2 separate regions of the Sus scrofa genome follow, and region 2 is linked to region 1. The links are chromatin contacts, called in public targeted proximity ligation maps. All regions are on one chromosome and are shown on one strand. The core of a region is the stretch at or near the end of the contact, and the rest is flanking DNA. Distances in the headings are between cores, read along the strand shown.

Region 1 (4,878 bases), core at 671-3,170:
GCGGAATCCAAGCCTCCTCTGTGACCTACACTGCAGCTCATGGCAACGTCAGATCCTTAATCCACTGAGTAAGGCCAGGGATTGAGCCACAACAGGAACTCCCCCAGCAAATTCTTAAAACACTTAGAATACTGCCTTCGATTGCAGTGATTTTGTTTTGCATGTCTTTTGTTTGTTTGTCTGTTTGGTTTTACATTTCTTATAGTCTCCATTATATTTATAAATTCCTTGAAGGGAGCTTATATAGTTTTTATGTGTGTGATAGGCTTAACCTTTTCTCTTTTTCTTCCCTTCCAAAGTGCTTAGCAAAGTGCACACATACATAGTAGGTGGTTAATATGCATTAGCTGAGTCCACTGAGGTTACTGTGCACTAGAGGGCAGTATCATGCCCATAGCAAAATGTGGTATTTATTCCAAACCGACAGATATATTTTCAGCACCCTGTCCTATTCAGTTTTTTTTTTTTTTTTTTGTCTTTTGTCTTTTTTGTTGTTGTTGTTGCTATTTCTTGGGCCGCTCCCTCGGCATATGGAGGTTCCCAGGCTAGGGGTCGAATCGGAGCTGTAGCCACCGGCCTACGCCAGAGCCACAGCAACGCGGGATCCGAGCCGCGTCTGCAACCTACACCACAGCTCACGGCAACGCCGGATCGTTAACCCACTGAGCAAGGGCAGGGACCGAACCCGCAACCTCATGGTTCCTAGTCGGATTCGTTAACCACTGCGCCTCGACGGGAACTCCCCTATTCAGTTTTATTCAGTCTCATATTAATAATTACAGCCTTCAAAACAAACTTGCATCTTTTAATTGTCAGTGATATTAATAAATAGCCTTTTCACATAATATCTTGCATTAGATTTAGGATATGATGTTGGGCCAGGAGATTGGTGAAAATTCTTACCTGGAAGAAACTTGGTACATCTGAGAAACACTAGCCAAGGCATTTGGTGCCATTGGTGCCATTGATTAATTCCTTGAGGGCAGAAGCCTTTTTGTGGTAGGAAGCTAGGACTCAGCACTGAGCTCAGAGTCAAGAACCTGAAGTTCTTGGTTTGATCTTGCCAGTAGGGATCTTGGAACAAGTGGCTCTAAGCTTAGAAAACCAGTTTCTTTCATTGTGTGGTGGGTATAATATCTGCTGTCCTAACTCACAGGGTCAGATAGCATCATATGTGTGAAAGTAGCTCTGTAAAGTGTGATAAATGTCTAGGGCTACCTTCCTTCTCACTTCCTACCTTTTACTTTTTACCAAGGCATGTACAAAATAAGTGGTGGATTATATTTACGACACTAGTTTTTTGTATTTTAGGTGAAGAATTTACTGTCTTAAAGGTTACTGAGAAATGTATGGATGCAATGTACTCCCACCAAGGCTGCACACACTGAGGAGTGATTATAGTCATAGTAGTTTGGTTAAAATAGATCCTCTTTGATATTATACAGTCTTAACATGAACTGTGTGATTGTGTGTGTGTGTGTGCGTGTAAACTATAAATCTGTTTATTTTTGTGTATCCTCTACCCTTCTTGACACTAACTTAAAACATTCAGAATGAACCGTTATAAGGTTTTTGGACTCATTTTAGAAAATGAGGTTTGGAAATAGACTTTAGGAGATTTTCCTGCACGGGTTGTGGGTTAGAAAAGGAGCGAGCCATTCTAGAAGGAGGCTAGTGCAGTGGTTGCTCTTTGTTGAAAACAGGTGTCGACCTGGAGCCTTCTCTAGTAAATCATTAGCTGCATCAAATAAAATGTTCAGCTGAAGTTCATGAAATCTCACAGTTACTAAACACTCTTGCCAAAGAGAGTTGCAGTCATAATATCTGCAATCGAATCATTTCCTGTTCAGGCTTGCAGGTGGGGAACTGTCTGAAACTGCATTCCTTTAAGATGAGTTATAAAGAAAATGTCTTGGTGGGAGAGGCCTTAATGATACTTAAGGACAACCTAGCAAGTGTGGGAATGGAGAGGGTTCCTACCCTAGGATCCTGGGAGTAACCAGACTTGAAGGCATAGATCAGGATATGCAGACCCACTCACATGGGGTGATCTGACTAAAGCTCCTCTAGAGCATTCAGATATGTGCTGAACCCACTCGGGCAGTGGGCCAGGCAGATGGCACATTCCTGTACTGACCTTCGGAGGCCTGCCAGGTTCCAAAGCTAACATTGGTGGCTGTGCTCTGGCATGAACAGCCCGAGAGCCTGCGTTTCATCTAGTCTTTGGTCCTCCCCAGTCAAGGGGATGCCTTGGGATTGGTTTGGTCTCTGAGTCCACTGAGAAGTCGGCATATATTCTCATTCCCCTTGCCCCTACCCCATCTTGGAGTTGATTTTTATTGTCTGCACAGCCCCAGAATTGACTCAGATCCTCTAAGTAATTCCTCCAGGCTGGGGATAACCCAGGGTTAGCCTTTGCAATGCCACAGCTCCTCTCCCACCCCTCCCCCAGCCTGTCTTCATTGACCTACATTTTTAGGTTTGACTAAACCTTCCATCCGAGAGTAGATTGGGGCTAGGCAAGTTAGGCTGCAGTCACCTGTCCCTTCCTTTGCTTCAGTGCATCCCTTCGGCTGTGTAAAGGAAATTTGGGTGTGACTCTAGTTAGGCTTCACCTTATCCCCACCCCCTTTCCTGTTGCCCTTTTGATTTCTTTTAAATCTGATACTGAGCCTCTCCTCCCCCCACTCAACACACCAATGGAGTCTCCTAAGCTATTTCTGTCAGTTTAATGATCCCCAGCTGTTGCTGTAGTTCTGGCTGTTTTCATGCCCCAGAGAGTCAGAAGAGCCAGAGAAAGAGGGGTCTTGCTTGTGGATCACACAGTGTGTCAGACAAGCCTAATGCACTTTTCTAAAACAACTGCCTAGGGTGAGACTTCTTAGGGAGGGGTATTATTAATACGGGGATGATCTGAACATGCAGGAGAAAGGAAGCCACAAGTATCCAAGACATTTTAAAAATAAGCATCCTGCTGAAAAGAGTGGCACTCTGCATCACTCAGAATTATGCTGGAAGGATGGTGTATGTGGTAACTGGGTAATTGATCACTTTGCATTAGACTTGCATTTTAGTGTTGGAGCTGGAATGTCCCCTCTGACCCATGGTGTGTGTTGAAGGAGCCAGATGTCTAAATAAAAAGGATTCTATGATAGGAAAACACAGAAATCATTCCTGAAGTGGTCAGAAGAGGCATTGATTTCAGTTCTGCTTTAACTTAGTGCAGGTTTGTTTCGTAAAATTTTGTGCAAAACCTGCAGTAATGAAATGTTTCACTGGCAAATTTGATCACGCAAACTTAAGGAAATACAAAGTTGCAATTCATCTAACAGGACCTCTCTGATAGTTACTTATCCATTTACTTTGGAGATGTCTTTCCTAAACCTGGGGAGATGGTGAGTGGGAAAATCCTACAGTCCTTGGGCTACTGGATTATAATATACTAGCTTTTCTTTTTTGTATTTGCTGTTGAGAATTTTAACCCTTCAACAGTTTCAGCTGTGATAGACTTGTAGCTTTCACACCTCATTATGCTGCATGAAGTTTTAATTTTATGTATCTCAGCCATCTACAGAAAGGAAAGAATTTTGCTGTAACCTTTACCAAAATTTATTTTTAAATATCCTTTTAATATCTTTTGAGAAAAATACAATTTTATATCACCTAGGATTTAAGGCCAAGACATTACTGGGTTGTTTTTTTTTCTTAAATACTCATGAATTTTACACATAAACATTAGAATTTTCAGATTGTGTGTGTATTTTTAACCCATTTTACCAAATTTCTAATTTCTAATCACCTCTCTGTTCCCTAAAGCTTCTAGAAAAAATTTTTTTCATTTAAAAATTATTTTAATCAGAATTTACCTTTTTTGGGTCATAATGTCAATTAAGTGTTATACAAACACTGAAAGTTAATTTTTAAAATATCAAGAAGCTAAATAGGAATTACTTCAACAGAAAAAAAAGTAATTTTCCAATTACTTACAGAATTTATATGATGATATGGGGCTCCCTCACTATTTCAGTCATGAATATTCTACCATGCTATATGTTTAAAAGTTCATGTTATAAAGATATAGAAGGGAGAAGTACTCTAATAGAGTTTTAAGGGAAAATTTTTTTGTCACTCCTGTCTTGCTGTGGAAGAACTACCCTGTTGCCAGCTTTGATTTTATGTACCTGTCACCTGCCCTCAACAAAGCTGGTGCAAAATGTCAGCACCAGTTATACAGCAGGGAAGAGCAAACGAGATTGGAAACTGCCCACGTTTTCTGGGCGAACATGCAGAACTAATGTGGCAGGGAAAATGCTGTTCCTGGTGCTTTAGCTTTGGAATGGATTGTTCAGATGGCCCTGCCAGTCCTTCCTTTAGGAAGCACATTCCCAATTTATCTCCACCCATTCAGATGTGGGTGCAAGAACACGTTCTCCTCAGATCTTCTGTGTTGGGGTTGTATGAGCATTGCCTTACAGATCTCAGGAAAGAGACTGATGACATTGTTGTAGCTGGCAGTTTGAGATCTGTCTGCTGCAATTAGAGAAGATTACTTCAAGGGGGTGATGAGCAACTACCCAAAATGAAATGGTGAGCCCCAGATTTTTGAGGATATGAGACTTTGATTTATTTACTTATGTATTTATGCATAATTATTAATATTTTTGCTGTGACTCTGGCACTAGATGTGATGTAATAGAAGAAGCACAGACTTTGGTGTTGGGCCAACCTGTGTTTGAGCTCTGGCTCTCTCTCTTGCTGTGCAGACAGTTACTTAACCTTTTTAAACCTCTTTTTCTTCATCTGTAAAAGAGAGGCAATGTATAACCTCAGATAGCTGTTGAGATCAAACAAGTCCCTGTGGTAGCACGTCCAGCCCAG
Region 2 (4,878 bases), core at 1,413-3,912, 39 kb after region 1:
TGTGGGGGGCTTGGTTAGTTTTCCTTTCAGTGCGCGTTTGCATAACCTCCCTGTGTTCACACAAAGCTGTTGCAAGCCTTCCAGCGAAACCAGCTCCGGGAGGGTGGGAGTAAAGGATCAGGTTTCAGTGCCCTCTGACCCCAAGAATGTATATTCTCAGAAACAACATGCATGCTTCTTGGGTTTGCATTGATTTACAGGAGCTTCTCTTTCAGAGACTGCCTTCTTGGAGTTTCTGGGAAAATGAAATTTCTGAGCAAGTAGTACCCTGGTCCTTCTGGCAAAGCCATTAAGGCAGCAGAGGGCAGGGGGCCGAGAGTCCAAAGTGAATGCAGCCCCCCGCCCCCGGCTCGGACACATGCTCATGGGTTAACTTAGAGTCTTGGGGGATTTTCCACAACTAGTCGAAGCCTGAACGTTCCAACTTATTTTCTGCTTTGCTGTGCTTCCTCGTGTCTCTCTCCCTCAGTGGGGAAGCTTGTGCATTTTGCCTGGGTACTGCCGCCTGCTTCTACATCAGGAAAGCCCAGGCCTTACCTTTATCACCCTCATCTTTTCCTTAGGTTCCCCTCCACAGCTGCGGCTTTTAGCAAAGCTGGCTGGACCTGTATAGGAGCCTCTCCACCCCAAACCCCAGTCTACCCAGAGCACTGGCCCTGGCCCCAGCCTCCCCCCCCACCCCGTGAACCTGGGCGCCCCGCCACCTGTTGGAAGTAGCTGTTGAAATTGCTGACTTGCTCTCAGAGAGCAGAATCGGGCGTGGGGAAAGAGGCACCAAGTGAGAGGCTCTTCAAGAGCTGACGGAAGCACAGAACCAGACCTGGGTTGGAGTCCATCCCTCAGCAAATGACCTCACAGTCACTGCAGCGTTAGTGTCCTCACACGTAGAAGGAGAATTATGCTACCTACCTCGTGCTTGTTAAAACGATTTGGTGAGACCATGACGTTGGTGTTACAAGACGAAACAGTCTTTGGGATTGGTCGTTACTGTCGTGAGTTCGTCTCTTGGTCTTCACTCTGGTTCTCGCGGGTCCCCCTCCTGGCTTGTCTCCCAGCGTCTGCGGCTGCAGGCTGCGCCCTGCCCTCCACGTGAGCCAGGTTTCCCATCATGGCTTCGTGTACCTGCCGTTACTTTGCACTTGTCTTCTGAGCCTTCCTCAAACCTGTCTGTGCTCAGTGCTGTGGTCGAGCTGGCCTTCCCACAGCGCCTGCCCTCAGCCCTGCGTCTCAGCAGTGTGTGTACTTGAAGCCTTCTTGTCTCCCCATAAGGTCATTCTTATCCACTTTTTGAAGAGGTGAAGAAACCGACCAAGAGGAAGGAAAAAACTCCGACTTGGGCATGAGAGGGAATTAGGTTGTGATCCTAACTCTGCCACTTGCTGCCTTTCCTACCCTTTCTGAACCTGTCCCCATCTGTAAAGTGGGGTATAACCCGCCACACAGCATCACTAGGAATATTCAAGTAGACAGCACGTTTAAAGTATCAAGAATGGTGTCGTCCATAGAAGCAGACTTCCTCGCTATTACATGAAAAGTTCCTTAACTCGGTGCAGCCAAGGAGGAAGTCACATCCTCGACAGCTAGTCCACCTGTCACTTGTCCCATTCGTGGTGCGGCACCCCTGTCGTACAGGAGGATGATGCACTCCCCTTCCATCAGGAAATTCTGTGCTTCGGGAGTTGTTTTTCTAGACACTGGGTCTGTGCCTTCCTCCTTGGGACAGCCAGTGCAGGTTGTTGAGGCCGCAAGCTGGCTGGTGTTTTAGTCAGCTAATCTGTGGCTGTGGTGCCTAAACCAGCCGGCCTGTGTGGGAATCTAGCCCAGGGCCCAACCGCGTTGCCGCGTCTGATGACAGCAGCAGTAAATGCATTGGTGAGCACCGCCGGCTTCAGAGCGCTTTCATTCTCAGAAGAGTCCCAGGAGGGAGCAAATGCTCACTCTGCAGAAGAAGAACATGAGACCCAGAAAGTGGTCCTACCCTGAGTCACGCCAGCGGTGACTGGCAGAGCCCAGGACGAGAACCCAGGGGTCTTGATGCTCCCTCTGGGACCTCTGTGACGTTTTGGACCCAGATGAGAGCCTAATTCTGGCAGTTCAAATGGACGTTTAGAGCTCACAGAATCCTCTAGTTTTCCTGTCAGTAGTGTACATTTTGTGTCCCTTATAGAATATTCATTAATTCATTGAATGAATTACGTGCTGGGTACTTTCGGCTTTGGGGGTCTGTCAGAAAGGAAAGAAGTAGACAAAACCCGGCCGTGCCCTGATGGAGCAAGCTTATTCAGATGTAACCAAATAAGAAAGATCTGTAGTATGACCGTAGAGAGTGTGAGATGGTATGAGCTATGCAGAAAAATAAGGCAGAAGGGCGGCTGGGGGTGGGGGTGGGGCAGACACTGAGTTGGCTCTGATTCTTAGTCTCATTCCCACTCTCTGAGAGCAAAGCTGCCTGTTCATTCCCTGCTGGTTCATCACACCCTGCATATCAGGGCTTTTGGAGACCGATTTTGGAGTTGAACCAGCTCTACTCAGTAGAAGCAGGTGCAGGGGCTGTCTGCTTACCCACTGAGAGGCCAGGACCTTCAGATTAGAGCTGGGTTGGCCTGGGTAGTGCTTTGGAATGCTCTGGTAGGCTGGGGAGGGAGCTGGTGCTGGTTTTCCTTAGATTATTTCTTAGATCTAGAGCTCCCCCTGCTGTTAGAAGGTGGGGTGCTCTCAACTGATCTTTTAAAATGATTGTTTTTTTACCCTAAGTTCTAAAAACCCCGAAACGTTTAAAAAAAAAAGTACTGCAGGACATTTGGAGCTTTCTTGTGAGACTGCTCCTGGTAAGGCCCAGCCCTCGGGGCGGGCTGGGGGAGGAAGCACAGAGGCCCCGGCAGGATAGGGCCCTATCTGTGCTCAATGCTACTTATAGCGTCTCCTTACCCTGCACTCCTACCACAGCCGGCAGCCCCGCAAAATTATCTCCCCACAGTTTCACAGCTGCTCTGAAATTCTCAAGCAGCAGAAGTGAAACTGACCATGATCTTATAAATTCCTCCTTACTGCTGTTCCCTGCTTGAAGTGAATCAGGCCCTTACCCTCTCATCCTCAGGGTGTCCTGCTGAGTTTTAACACAAGCTCTCTTCGTGATGCTGCATCCTTAGAGGGTTCTGCTTTGATCTCTCCACCTCGGTGCTGTTTACTGAGTCGAGAACTGCGGCCCCAGAACAGAGCTGAGTCTTGGGCGGGGGCTGCAGGGAGCCCTTCTGGTCAGCACTGGGTGTGTGCACCAGGGTTAACCATAGAGTCCCTGTGAAGTTCTTTTAGTCCTTCAAGGTGAAATTCAGGTTAATTTTAGCAGCACTATTAATATCAGCTGAGCTGAAGAAGGAAATGGCACCCAAGCAGACGTGTGTCTTTTTGGTTTAATTGCCCCATTCAGACCGTTTGGTTGCTTTGCGATTCCTGATGAGATTGAAGAGGGAGAGCAGGTGGACGCCGCTTGCAGCCCTGCTCCGTGTCCCCATCTTCCTGAGAGTAAAGGGAGGCCCGGCAGGCCTTCTTGGAGGGTTGCCTGCTCATGGAGGATTCTGTTACAGTTCTATTCCATGGGTGCTCTTTCTGGAGCCCAGGCTTAGGCAGGGACTCTCCACTGGGAACAAAGTAACCGAACTGTTTCGAGGGGGAGCTGAAGCACCGAGCTGTGTGCTTGCTCAGGTGCCGTTTTCTTCCTCACTTCAGCTGGTGCTGAGTCCTGCTAAAATCAACTTGAATTTAAGACGCCTTCTCCACTGTAAATTGGAAGTAGACATCATGCTTCACTATAAAGTAATCTTTTATGATTCTTTTCCCAACAGCTTTGAAAAGTCCAGCTGCATTTCATGAGCAGAGAAGGAGCTTGGAGCGGGCCAGGGTAAGGCACCTTCCCTCCCCAAGGATTCCCAGGAGCATTTTCAGAGCCTATTACGTTGCGGGTCCTCTTCCTTCCAGTCGGGCATGTCTCCAGGGTCAGCCCAGGTCTCACAGTTGTAAATATAAGGTGCTGCCTTTTCCGCTTCATCCCCCCTCCTCCCCGTGTCCCCCAGCGTGGTGACATGGACCGTGATGAGAAAGAGTTTCCTCCTCTGGTGCATGCGAGTGTGCAGTGGTCGCCTCTCTCCCTTGGCTTTGTTCACCACTAGTATTTCCATCTTTAATTCCACTTAGCCTTTTGTAGCTGTTAGGATGTGGACAGCAGCCATGGAAAAGCTTGCCAAGTGGTGGTCCCCCCGTGTCCGTGGCCACACTCCCCACACCTCTCCGGGGTGGGCATCCCGAGGGGCTGGAAACCTCACCGGTCTCCACGTGCCTGAGAGCCAGGGTCCACTGGAGGCCGTCGAAGCAGAAGCTGCGCCCCGCTCTGGGCTCAGGTTCACGCCACAGCACCTGGCTCGTTGCCCTATCCCCTCAGTTTCGGTTCCCTCGGGGGCCTCAGGGGGATATTCAGCTGCCCATTGTGGGCAGAGATGGGGAAGTCTCCAGAACATGCTTCCCCCTCTCAGCCCCTTTGCTTTTTTCTTTTTTTGTAAAAAACACGGGAAGAGAACCTCCTCAAATTGAGAATCATGGGCCGTGGCTCCCTAAGACACAGCTCCTTTAGAGATGCTAAAGTAGTCACTTCCAAGACATATCTTAACTGTCCTCTATGCTTAGTTTAACACATTTCTAAAGAAAATTATGATTAATTCTTTGAGTGGGAAGAACGAGGTCCCAGGTACTGGGAACCAAAAGAGCGACCAATTGCACTGTGTCTGTTGCCGAGAACATGAGTGGATCTGGGAGTTGGGGGGATGGGGGAGCAATGACATCGCCTGGGCCCCCGCCCAGTCTTAAGACTTGGCCCCACGTTGTGGA

The links.
Region 2: a contact with region 1 is called in a targeted proximity ligation map of skeletal muscle. A contact is called at or near these places in 1 of 5 promoter capture datasets (liver), 20 of 47 Hi-C or Micro-C datasets (alveolar macrophages, blood, embryonic fibroblasts and 9 more) and 2 of 2 datasets of targeted methods (alveolar macrophages and skeletal muscle).

What each region holds. Positions count from the first base shown.
Region 1 is chr5:7,915,466-7,920,343 of Sscrofa11.1, forward strand. All of the region lies in intron 4 of MKL1 (MKL/myocardin-like protein 1), which reads left to right. Among named protein-coding and RNA genes, the nearest start is that of SGSM3, 100 kb to the right of the region's middle.
Region 2 is chr5:7,953,644-7,958,521 of Sscrofa11.1, forward strand. It overlaps MKL1 (MKL/myocardin-like protein 1), which reads left to right. Exons shown (of 16, transcript XM_021092835.1): 6 at 3,843-3,898. Among named protein-coding and RNA genes, the nearest start is that of SGSM3, 62 kb to the right of the region's middle.